Linked DNA regions of Mus musculus: region 2 is linked to region 1. A link is a contact called in public Hi-C data. All regions are on one chromosome and are shown on one strand. The core of a region is the stretch at or near the end of the contact, and the rest is flanking DNA. Distances in the headings are between cores, read along the strand shown. Region 1 overlaps Gm35248 (a long non-coding RNA gene). Region 2 has its middle 24 kb from the start of G930009F23Rik.

Region 1 (6,406 bases), core at 2,272-4,771:
ACAGGTGGAGTAATGCCTCACCATGCAGTGTGGTGACTCACAGAGACCTCCCGGAAAGGACGGCACCTGGGTTAGGTCTTAAACGATGAGTAAGTATCAGAAGGTGAGGGGAGACAGAAGCCACTGCGCAGGCAAGGACATGATGGTTGACTAGGGCTCTCTTCAGGGGACCAGGTACATGGGTGACCCACATAATTGACAGACAGGGACACCCAAAACCAAGCACACACCATCTCTCTTTTCAAAGTTGGTTCTGTCAAGCCTTGGTTTTGAGTTTACCTATTTTCCATGACTGCCTCCAAGCCCGGAAAGTGAGTGACAGCAACAGAAAAACCTCTGGGGGCCAGGTGAGGTCACTAAGAACAGGCAAGGTGCTAAGGCAGGTCAGGATGTTTTCCTGTGACAAGGGACACAGGATAAGGGGATACGGCTTTTTTTTTTTTTTTTAATTGAGGAAGTGCTGGGGTTTGAACCAGGGTCCTTGGGGAAACTTAACATATACTGTACCACTGAGAAACATTTTGGCCTTGCACTAATATTTTAAAGTGTTTTAATGAATTGTTTAAAATGTACAGACTCTTCAACATACAAGCAACAGCTACAGGGTGCCCATAAATGCCCGTGGCCAGAGATCTAGCATCACTCTGGTATTTAAAACCCTGTCAGTGTCCACTTGGTGATTTTGGTCCCTTTCCACTCCTTTTATTTTTATTTTATTTATTTATTTATTTATTTATTTATTTATTTATTTATTTATTTTTACCGAGACAGGGTTTCTCTGTGTAGCCCCAGCTGTCCTGGAACTCAATCTGTAGACCAGGCTGGCCTTGAACTCAGAAATCCGCCTAACTCTGCCTCCCAACTGCTGGGATTAAAGGCGTGTGCCACCACGCCCGGCCCCTTTCCACTCCTAAGAGAGTAAGATATCTGTTTTCACACCCATTCATTCTACAAACATTTCTTTAAATGTTCCACTGTTAGATTGTGGGTTAGCCTGGAATGAAGAGGCATGCAACCTTGGTGGCCTGTGACCTGTGCAAGTTCTGACTATGTGCATATGACACCCAGAGTCTGAAGGTGGGCCTGGGGATGCTATAGTTGCAGTTTTAGTAATCAGAAGGAGAAGATGAAGGACAAGCTGGAACCTGCTGGCCTCCATGTCTGTGTTACCACATTTAACCACAAACACCCTCAGGAACAGCGCCTGCTGCTCACCCGGTTGGGTACAGCAACTTCCCTCCCTTACATTTGTTTCTCATGGTGCAACTTGATTTCATGTTCTCAGCGTCCGCGTGAGCTAACAATTACTCCCCCAACTCTTTTCACAGATGAAGAAATGGAGGCTCAAACATGTCCACTTGTCCCAAGTCACACGGTTTGTGAAGAAGTGGGTCAGGGTGTCTCTGGTCACCTCTGGTCACCCACATCCGTTGCACCATGGCTTTGCCTGCTAACATGCTTCCATTCACTGTTGTTGTTAGAGGACCTGGAGCTTCCTAACTGCCCTAGATGGGGCGCAGGCAGTCTCCAGCGATAAGGCCTATACAACGCCACTGGAAAGTGGTGGCATTTGTTTGTTTGTTTATTGGAGCTATAGTGTATGAACTTAATTGGTGCTTACTCAATTTGCATAAACTTGATATCAAGTATTTACCAGTCAGTTTCCACTGTAAATATTGGTTTTCTCTGGTAAGGATTTGCCCATAGACTCATACTGATGATGCTTTCGTGAGCCTAGGACAGGAGGTTCTTAGAGGCTACCCCAAGGTGGACAGTGACTCCATGTGATATGGCAACTCTTAGTTGGTGAGTGACTCTCTGAGCTTGAGACAGGTCAAGGCAAGTGGGGGGGGGGGCTCCTGTGTGACATGTTCATCATCCTTAACATATTTTGTAACCAGATGATAACCACCAGGGACCAGGGCACCTCAGACCAAGCTCATCCAGGGTGGTCACTAGCATTCAGTGTGATAAACACACACACACACACACACACACACACACACATACACACCAAACCAGACGTGAGCTCTCCATGGCTTCTTTCAGTCATTTTCCAAATATTTACTGCCTACTCTCCGTGCCAGGTGTGGTGCTGGTCACTGCCACTCCAAAGATGACCAAATGAGGGACTCTGCTCTAAATGTGTCGGCGGTCTAGTAGGCAGAGCTGTAAAATACATAGTAACAATATAACAAAAGCAGCGAAGAGGTACCCCAGCAGAGCCTGTTCACACGGTGGGCAGAAAAGCCTGGCTGCCCATCGCTCTGGGGCAGGGCAAAAAATGCACACAGAGCCAAAGAACTCCAATCCCTCCCTGGAAGATCTTGATGCTTTACGACTTACAACTGGTCTGTCCTTGACCTTACTAAGAGGAAGTTGCAGGCCGGGTACCTACGGTAAGAAGGCTGAATGCGCTGGGTAGGAAGCATAGGTACGGACGGCTGCCACTCACAGTTGTGCAGGTCGTGGCTGTGTGTAGGACCTGGCTTACCAAAGGAAAGGGTGACTTTTACTGTGTATGCCCAGATTGCTGGATCTGCCATCAGAAGACGTGGTGAACCGTGGCCTTTTTTCTTCTCCCTAACTCCCCCCACATCCCTTTCTTTCTTAAATTTTTGTTGTTGTTGTTTGGGTTTTTTTGTTGTTGTTTTGGGGTTTTTTGTGTTGCTGTTTTTTGTTTGTTTTGTATGCTTAGTCTGCAATCCAGGCTTGCTTGGAACTCACAATATTATTCAGACTGCCTTAAACTCACAGCAACCCTCCTGCCTCAGCCTGAGGTGTGTGTCTGTGACCATTTCTTTTGATTCAAGTGGAAATCAAGCTCCCATGAGTTGCTCTGGTTAAGGCCCGGGGCACACTTCTTGCCCGGTCAGTTGGGGTTCAGAGCCGCACAGTCCTGTTGGATACTCATAGGAATGGGATTTGGTGCAGTGGTGGTGAAGGCCCTGGAGGAAGGGCAGGGTTGGAGAAGGAGCCAGGGACGCTGAGGCTCGCTCTTGAAGGGCTGGGCCCAGTGTGGGTAGAAATACCATCTGAGGTGGGCCTGAGGCACAGACAGGAGAGATGGACAAGTTACAAGCTGATAACACTCTGGGTCTGTCATCTCCCTTTCTTAAGGGCACAGGGTGGGCATCTGTTTTAACAAGATCAACAGGTGATACTGGTACATAGGGAAGATGGCAGCCTTCTGCGCTCACAACAGAACAAGTTATAATTAACTCAGCTTGATCAACCTGCTGAGGAAGTCCTCCCTCAATAGTGTGCTGTGTAGAGACACTGAGACAGGGACTGAGCTGCCGAAGCTACACAGGACCTAGGTGTTGAGGCTACCCCACATTACCTCCTAGGCCAGGCTTTGAGTTTTCTGTCCTCTGTCTTGCTGTCACAACTCTTACCAGACTTTCAGAGCAAGCTGAGAAAGCAGCTGTGCACCCACCTCGAGCTCTCCGGTGAGTTGCTGGGCGTGGAGGGCCAGCCAGACGGCTCTCACGCTCACGCTGCCAAGGGAATGAGGAGTTGGGAAATCAGAGGTATGCTCCACCCTGAAAACCGGGCTTACTGGTGACTCACACAATTGATTCGTCCCATTCCGTGGTGATCACCACTAAAGAGCATGCATCTGACACCCCAAAGTATGTGGGCATCTTTGCGGGGTACCATATGAAGCAAGTGAAAATGTCAGGTACCTGCCTTGGAGGCCAAGCTGAGCAGGTGTAGAGGCCCTCCCACGGGCCTCATTTGCCCTTAGACACACCCATCTAACCACTCACTCCACAGAGACCTGCACCCCTCTGTAAGGCTATTGACAGTACCACCTACAGCTCCCTGAGCAAGCAGTGCAGACGACCTGGGGAGGGCTAAGAAAGCCCAGCGACAGGCCCAGCGAAGGTGCCAGTCACTTTCCTACAGCGATAAACACGTGCCCCTGAAGACAGCCCCTTCAGTGTCTACTCTTCCAGTCCTCTCATGGGAAGGCCTTTCTTGCCCCTATCTTCTTCTTCCCTTATTGGTCAGAGTTAGCAGTGTCTGCGGCTCTGCTCCATGTCCCCCCTCCCTCCCTAAAAAAACTTTGTCAGTGATAGCTGCCATTGAATTCCATTTTCCCAGAAGTGAACTTACTAGGTGGGACTAGGAAGGCTGCATTTAAAAAGTGCCCGGGGATTCCCAGGCAGCTGGGCAGGGGCACACTTATGAAAAAACACCAGACGAGGCAGAATGCTTGTGAGTGTGACACAGCAAAGAGGAAGGGACAGAATCGAGTCCGGCTGTGTCACCCAGCTGGGAAGGAAGATCACAGGCAAACAGAGAGATTTACATCCTTCAAATCCCTAGGGTGCTCAAGTTGGGGAGGACCCGTGGCTGGCCCTGTGACAGTACTGCATGATCCTTGGCGCAAATGTCTCCGTAACTTTTGTACCTCGGACTCCTACCTGCCTTACCTTCTTCAAAGCCCTGGTGATGACAACCAAGCCTGGCAAATAGAAAGCACTCTGGATACGTTTGATGAGTTAAGAAATACATGTATTGAACAGTTTACTACTGAGTATGAACTAAGACAAAAGGTGTGGGTAACTGACTGGGTGTAAGGGCAAACCAGGCAGAGAGTGTATCTAGAAATGGGTGTCTCACTTTGCTCTCTAGTGCTATGGTAAGATACCACGACCACGAGAAACCTGGGAAGGAAAGGATTCATCTCACTTCCACATCACAGACCATCATGGAAGGGAGTCAGGGCAGGAAGTGATGTGGAGGCCATGGAGGGTGCCGCTTACTGGCTTCCTCTGCACGGCTTATTCAGCCCGTTCTCTTCTAGCATCTGGGACCAGCCCAGAGGTGGCCCCACCCCTTGTGGACTGGGCCCACCCACATGAATCAACAATCAAGAAAATGGACCACAGGCCAGGTGAAGGCATTTTCCTGAACTGTGGTTCCCTCTTCCAAAATTACTCTAGCCTGTGTCAAGTTGACACAAAAACTACGCAGCACAGACGGCAAACTTGCGGTGAAAGAGACTAGTGGTCTAGGGAGCTCAGCTCTCTTGACACTGAAAGAAATGGAGGAGGCTGGGTACAGTGAAGGGGCCTGACACACCTTCACCAGACAGTAAGCTCCTGGAAGCAGGCGTCTGCTCTGTGGGGAGGGCCCAATCCTAGGTACAGTCCAGGGACACAGCACACTACACATTTACTTGCCAAATGACTGAAAGACAACTGCCAGCCTCAGTGTTCCAGGGATACATACCATGTGTAAGCAGTTTGATCACTGAGTCCAGAGTAGCAAGAGTCTGTTCTTGGTAGAGGTCCAACATAAAGGGCCTCCAACCACCTATCCCATTGGCTCCATATGTGATCCAGTATCAAGACCCCTGAGGAGTCACAAGAATAGTACTGACCTGCCAGGTTTCCCACCCAGATCAATGACCTCTGGATTTGTAGGAGGGGTCTGTCTATATCTGTATGTCTCAAGTTTACGGTCTCCTAGGCTCAGCAACTCTCATTGAGGCTTGGGAGATTTGGGAGTAGCTGTGAGCTCCAAAGAGGAAGCTTCCAGCCGAGACCCAACAGTGGAGTTTAGAAACCCGATTTTGACCTGGGCAGTAGTGATACACACCTTTTATTCCAGCATTTAAGAGGCAGAGGCAAGGCAGATCTCTGAATTTGAAGTCAGCCTGGTTTACAGAGCAAGTTTCAGGATACCCAGGGCTACACACAGAAAAACCCTATATCACGAAGAAGAAGACAAAGAGGGGGAGGAGAAGGAAGAGGAGAAAGAAGAGGATGAAGAGGATGAAGAAGAGGAGGAGGAAAAAGAGGAGGAGGAAGAAGAGGAGGAGGAGGAGGAGGAAAAGGAGGAGCCTGATTTTGGAGCCAGGCTTGTTGGTACAAATCTGTAATCTCAGGATTTGGGAGGCTAAGGCTAGAGTATTGCAAGTTCAAGGCCTCCTTGTACTCTATAATAAGACTCCAAAACAGAAAAACAAAACCTTCATTTGCTATTTGGGGGCTAGGATATAAATTCAATGGTAGGACACTTGCCTAGTATGCTTAAGGCCATGGAATCCACACCAAGTACTTCAAGATAAGAGAAGGAAAGGGGGACAGAAGGGGAGCACTCTATCTTATTGTGAAAATAGAGTCTTTGCCCACTTTCATTCTCAGTCCCTCCTTGCCAACTGCTGCTGGGTTGGAACCCAGGCCTCGGTACATGCCAGGAAAGTATTGATAACCCTCTGTGGATACCCAGTTTTCTTGCTGTATCCCAGATCTTCGAGCCCTCCGCCCCCAACAACTGAGGAGCCTGGGGACCTTAAATATGTCCAGAGGATGGACCTGCGATTTGGGGCTGACAATACTGTGGACCTAGAAGGTCTTATGGTGTAGCCCAGGCTGGCCTCAAGCTCATA
Region 2 (6,406 bases), core at 1,398-3,897, 110 kb before region 1:
GCTAATTTACAACTGAATTGAGTGGCTGGAACTTCCTCACAGACAACCTTAATCCTGTTGCTTTCAACCTTGACTTTGTGTTTCAAGCAGGTCGGTTACCTCCATACAGGCTGGCTTTCAGCTAAGCGCAGAGGCAGTGATTCATGGCTATGAAGAAATGCATTGAGTGCATATTGTGGCTTTGGTCTGATTGGGAAAAGGGTGTGCAATGAGGGTCTGCAGCCAAAGATGGGCCACTGCTCTATGGCTTATTTCAACCTAAGACAGAGGCATGTGCCAATAGGCTGTGTTTGTTCATAATAAACACTAAAATGCAGTGTTTGTGCAAATAAACACAAACAAGCTGCATGTGTGCACCGAGATGGGTCAGAAAAAGTCCAATTAGATTCAGTCCTAAGACAGGCGCAGCCACCAGCCACCATAATTCCCAGGCATAAGTAAATTTTATGCTCTAATCCAGCTATTTTTAATAAATAAAAAGGAAGGATCTTCTTGCCACAGCCAGCTAGCCCACCTAAGGTGGAGTCTTCAAACTTAGGTAAAGTCTATTGTCTTGCCACATCTGTAGCTTTCCTCCAAGACACCACTATCTGCTGAGATGCTGAACTTGTTCTCCTGACACTATCCTGACAAAACAGCTATGCTGACAAAGCAATGAGATCCTGGCGTGGAGGGGGATGGGTTCCTCCCCTTTATAAGCTGGGACTCATAAGTAAATATTGGTCTTGATCAGAACTTGTCTTGGCTCGTTATTTCTCTTTCAGCCTTTCCCATCCAAAACCCCAGCTTTCCTTTCAGGAACCCAGTAACCCGTGGCTGCTGGCAGCTACAGCATACGTTTATTATTTGTTTACTTTTTGTTGTAATACGTGTGTGATGTACTTGTGTAAGTGTGGGTGAGGGCATGTGGTGCATGTAAGGAGGTGAGAAGTCAGAGGCAGCTCTCAGGAGCCAGTTCTCTCCTGCTGTGAGTTCCTCGGATTGGACTCAGGTTGTCTGGCTTGTGTGTTAAGCACTTTCATAAACTTTGTTTAGTGTGCAATTTTTGCTTGCATGCCTACTTTAATTCCTCACGGTCTGCATTTCCTGGGTGTCGTGTGATAACTCTACATTTAATGTATTGAGAAATTGCCACACTGTTTTCCAAAGCACCTGAAGCATTTAATCCCAGGAACAAAGTATACAGTCTCAGTTGCTCACACCCTCACCAGCATCTACTGCTTCTCGGTATTGTTTGCAATCCTTGGGATCCTTGCAATCCAGGAAGGGCCCTGTCTGTACCTGCTGAGCAATCCATGTTCCCAAGCTTCATTCCTCCATAAAAAAACCATTATATTCACCTGCGTTAGTTAACTAAGTGGGAACAAAATAATATCATTTTGTGTGCTGGGCACCATGTCAATCGCTGGTAGGCTGCAGAGAACACAGCAAGGGCCCTGCTCTCATGGAAGCTCTGTTCCAGTAGGTATGACATAGGTCAGGGGAGACAGGAAACTAGACATGGGAGACCAGTTGCCACTGGACTGAAGCTGGGGAAGAGCAGCCAGCCGTTCTCCCAACACGGAAAGTGAAGACCTGAGGCTGCAGATCTATGGCTATTTGGGCATGGCTTCAGGGGGACATGCATACATGCATGCATGGATGTGTGCTCCACTGATGAATACAGAAACACTTGACCAGTGGCTTCCACACTACTGAGGACACTACTTCTTCTTCTCTCATCAACCGTTTAGGGACCAGTGGGTCCCCTCTCCCTTCCTTTGCAGGGTGTTTGTGGACCAGACTCACAAAGGTCTTGTGCAGGAAATCACAGCTATGAGTTTGAAAATGCAGTGGCCATGCCATGTCTGGAGATCCATGCCCCACACCTCGCTCACCTCCTCTGCTTCTCGGTCTTTCTCCTGAGATGGTGCTCAAGCTTTGGAAGGGATGACACAGACACCCCATTTATGACTGGACACCAGCCTTTGTGGTCACTGCTGACCACTGTGAAATCTCTCTGACCAAAGCAGCCAGCAGCACTAGTCTATGTGCATACATAGAGTGATTTAGAAGGCTGTCTGACAGACCCATGTCCATTTAGCACCAATAACAGCAGCTTCCCACTAGAGCTATGATCTCTCCAGTCACAGACTTTTGGCCAAGTTTACAGCGCTACACATGCCTTCCCTCCTGTGGAGTGAGCATCAATCCAGTTGGTTTGGGCACCCCTCTCTGACACCACTGTTGCACCTGCAGGCCTATCTCACCTGACTTCTAATGGCTGTATTTTAATGACATCCACTGGGGGATCTGGCCAATAGATTGTGGTCTGAACCGACTCTTGCTTCTTCCTGAAGTGAGTTCCTTCCACAGTCTCAGAACTTTGAGTATGAGCCTAGGAATCTGCCTCTCTCAATTCCCACTTCCCTTCTTGTCAGGTGAGCTAATGCACACCAGAGCCTAGGAGCTACTATAACCAGAAGGTAAGCAGCTTGCTACCACTGGATGGCAGAGCAGGCAGGATCTTGTTACCTGTTTGTGCTGGCTGAGTATCCCTTGGCTTGGTCCCAGTTTCTCAGGGCAAACAGACTTGTGGATCAGGCACCCCTGTGTGCCAGGGACAAGGTGGGGTGGACAGTGCCCCACCCCTTGCCTTGCTCTACTCTGTGGTCCACGTGGTGAGACATCTGGCCCAGTGGCTTTTACCCTAGTGGGCAATAGACTGCGTTCTCATGCCTGTTGCTTCCTGGTGAATGCTGTCTGGACAGAACCCTGGGCTGGGAAGCTGGCCTAAATAGATTCAAGTTCTATCAAAAGGTTTTCAGACAGCCTGGGTACTGACAGACGAAGTTAGGCAATATGTTTGCAGGTCTCTAGATTTATTGTCGCAGCTGTGGTTAAAACTAGTAAGTCTTGCCAGGTGGTAGTGGTGGCCTTTAATCCCAGCATTCAGGAGGCAGAAGGCAGGAAGCAGAGGCAGGCCGATCTACGAGTTTGAGGCCAGCCTCATCTACAGAGTAAGTTCCAGGACAGCCAGGGATACACAGAGAAACTCTGTCCCCAAAAACCAAAAACCTAAAACCAACCAACCAAAACTAATAAGTCTCTGATGGAGGCATGAGCTCTGAGAAATACAGGCATCTTTCCAGCAACAACGACTCCCTTCATGGGCTTATTTGAAGCCCCCCACAAATACTCTGCCTGGTTTACAAGGCAATTCATAACACCCCATGACATTAGTTCCAACCCAATATGTATAACTCTCAGGGTTCAAGGATTATAGGCAGAAGCCTTTCCCTTATGCTCTCTGCTAGCCCTTACAGGACTGAGTCTATGGGAGGAGCAAAGAGCCAGATAGAAGAAAGTGAAAATCACAAGTGTTCATCTTTATAGAAATAGTCATCACAGCAATACGACTTGGACCAGCAATGTGGCTCAGTGGTTAAGACACTTGCCACAAAGCTTGATGATTTGATTTGTGTACAATCCCCTTGACTCACAGGATAGAAGGAGAGACCTGACTTTCACATGTGCTCTGTGACATGCATGTGTGTGGATACATGCATGCATACATACACACAAAATAAATATCTTCAATAAATCTTTTTTAAAAATCAAAATGGGTTGAAAGGATAGCTTAGCAGGTAAGAGTGGTTTCTGCTCTTTCAGAGAACTTGAGTTTAGTTCCATCCTCCTTGGGCCACACACAACCGCCTATAACCACACACAACCTCCTATAACACCCTTTTCTGGTCTTCACAGGCACTGGCACATACTTGGCATAGACTTATATGGACATAGACACCCACATAAATAAAAATAAAGGCCTGATATCAGGGATCACACCTTTAATGTCAGCACTCAAACTCAGAGGCAGGTGGATCTCGGTGAGTTCAAGAACAGTCTGATCTAGATAGTGACTTCCAGGGCTATATAGTGAAACACTGTCTCAAAAACAAATTAGTAAAATAAAAATATAGATATAAAATATAGGTAAAAAACAGCTGGGCATGGTGACTTACACTTTTAATCCCAGCACTGGGAGACAGAGGCAAACAGATCTGGGTTTGAGGCTAGCCTGGTCTACAGAGAGGGTTCCAGGACAGCCAGGGCTACATAAAGAAACCCTGTCTCAAAAACCCAAAACTAAACCAAACCAAACCAAAAACAAAACCAAAAAAAAAACAAAAAACAAAAAACAAAAAACAAAAAAACCCCAACATCAACAGATCCATTCACCCATAAGCCCCCAGACACACATTACAGCTGAGGAAAGAGCTGTGGTTCATTTCCCCAACAAAAAATAACAAGGAACAAATTAATACACCATGTTGCTGTGTACATTTCTAGGCCTAAAGGGTCCATTTAAGTGAGCTCTTCTACCTAGATTACTCTGAACAAATAATTTCAGCTGTTAAGAGCCACAATCAACATAACATATAACTTCTATAAAGGTTATGATGATCCTAATACCTGTAATAAAACACGAAGCGCAATAGAGACGATGAGCACTAATGGCAGAATCTGGTGGAGCTCCAGCTATGGGACAGGCACGTGGGCTAAACACGATGCATGGATTGTTTCGTAACCTTAGGTGAGTTCATCTTCAGAATCATTCAACCAGGGAAGTAACACTCCTACAGGTGGAGAAATTGAACCTGAGAGAGTTGGAGGAGCTGAAGGGTATATACACGGCTCCATCTTTGGCTCTTTGACTACTCCCTCTCAAGTGCCCTAGAGAAGGTACTGTCATATCTGATAGGTGATGGGGGGAGATGTTGGGGATTAAGTAAAACCAGCATTCAATGGCCATTTGGTAGAGGAGACTATATATATTTCTTTAAAGGCAGGGTCTCATGTAGACCAGAATGGCTTCAGATTCATTGAGGTAGCTGAGGGCAACTTCCAGCTCTTGATCCTCCTGTGTCCACCTCCCAAATGCTGGGGTTTGTGTGTGCTCCACCATACCCAGTGAGAAGATAGGACTTATACCCAGAGAGATGTGACTTCAGAAGCACCCTTCAGCCTTTGGGTATGCTTAGGAATATTGTCCCAATGAAGCCCAGTTCAGACAGACTTACATGTATATATGAATTCATGGTGTCAATATTTACACTGGGGCAAATAATGGCAACCACCTATATATCCATCATGAACAATCATACAGTCTGGGATGCATGCTTTCTAGTAGGTACAAGCAGATATTAAAATGAACAAGCTTGATTTTGTATTTGCTGATGTGGAAAAACATACATGAAACAGTAAGAAAATAACATGCACAGTACAGTACTCTTTAGAAGTGCAAATCCATCATTTGCACAGCATGGACATGACCTTGTGTCTAATCTTCAGCCCCATAAAGAAAACAAACACAAACCGTGAGTATGCATTATACCCAGGGTACACTTAGGCTAGGTGATTTGTTTTGTTTTGTTTTTGTTTGTTTGTTTGTTTGTTTGTTTTTTAATTTTGAGACAGGGTTCCTCTGTGTAGCCCTAGCTATCCTGGAACTCTCTCTATAGACCAGGCTGGCCTCACATTTATAAAGATCTGTAGGCTTAGATTTCCCAAAACCTAATTGAATACGACTTTTTAAATGCTTCAGCCTCCCTTCTAGCCTACTCACCAAAGTTATGGAAGAAAGATGTTTAGTAGGACAAGGGGAATGTGAACCTGTTTAGAAACCATTCTTTGGGGGTAATTCCAAACACAAATCAATAGCGGCAGTCCAGTCCAATCAGCAAACACCAAACATGAATCAGTACCAGCAGCTTGTTCCAGAAGAAACTGCCAGGCTCCACCAAATTGGCACAAGTCCGAGGAAGTGGCAAGAAGCAGCCAGAATACCAGGAGGAAGTTCTTTGACATGTTTCTGTCCATGAAGTCACGAGAAGTGAAGACTAGGAAGACCAGTGAAGACCCCTGAAGATCAGTGAAACATTGCAGGACCAACCAATCTAAGAGTGTCCTTCACTGTCTATTGGGTTCTACTTATATTCTTTCCAAATATCATGTGTTCTCTCAAGTGTCCACCTCACTAAAACATCTTCTTATAAGAGTTTTCAGAAAAAATATCACATGACACAACTGAGTCTCAAAAATAACCTAGAAATTTCCACTTCAGAGGTCCACCTGCCCCTGCCTCCTGAGTGAATGGGATTAAAGGCACTTGCTAGCAATACCAGATGTGGACTGGGGAAACTTTAATAAAAAACATATTTATAAATTTTGAGTTGAATAAAGGAAACACACAAGTCCAATGTAGTACCCATGAGGCTCCACTACCACTGCCAGACCCAGGAGCAGGGAGGGCTGTGCAGAGGAACATCCTCATGGTGTTGAACTTCTCAGTAGAGGGCTGCAGTCACTCACTTGGGACAGCTAGAAAAGAGATGGGAGACTGGTACCTGCCCCCTCTCTCTTT

Evidence for each region. Hi-C and Micro-C count contacts between places; a contact is called where the count stands out from the background.
Region 2: a Hi-C map of pancreatic cancer cells shows a contact between it and region 1, with 1.6 times the contacts expected there. The contact joins two enhancer-like sites. A contact is called at or near these places in 5 of 484 Hi-C or Micro-C datasets (bone marrow-derived macrophages, embryonic fibroblasts, liver and 2 more), 4 of 115 datasets of contacts at active chromatin or transcription factors (the SCID.adh cell line, embryonic stem cells and pancreatic cancer cells) and 1 of 9 other capture datasets (embryonic stem cells).

Annotation. Positions count from the first base shown.
Region 1 is chr15:38,321,231-38,327,636 of GRCm38.p6, reverse strand. The region is part of intron 1 of Gm35248 (a long non-coding RNA gene); the gene reads right to left. Among named protein-coding and RNA genes, the nearest start is that of Klf10, 24 kb to the right of the region's middle. Within about 2 kb of position 3,521, at least 34 of the 459 cell types and tissues checked have an H3K27ac peak or open chromatin away from gene starts, as enhancers often do. A contact at or near this core is called in pancreatic cancer cells, where this site is marked.
Region 2 is chr15:38,428,077-38,434,482 of GRCm38.p6, reverse strand. No RefSeq gene overlaps it. Among named protein-coding and RNA genes, the nearest start is that of G930009F23Rik, 24 kb to the left of the region's middle. Within about 2 kb of position 2,647, at least 50 of the 459 cell types and tissues checked have an H3K27ac peak or open chromatin away from gene starts, as enhancers often do. A contact at or near this core is called in pancreatic cancer cells, where this site is marked.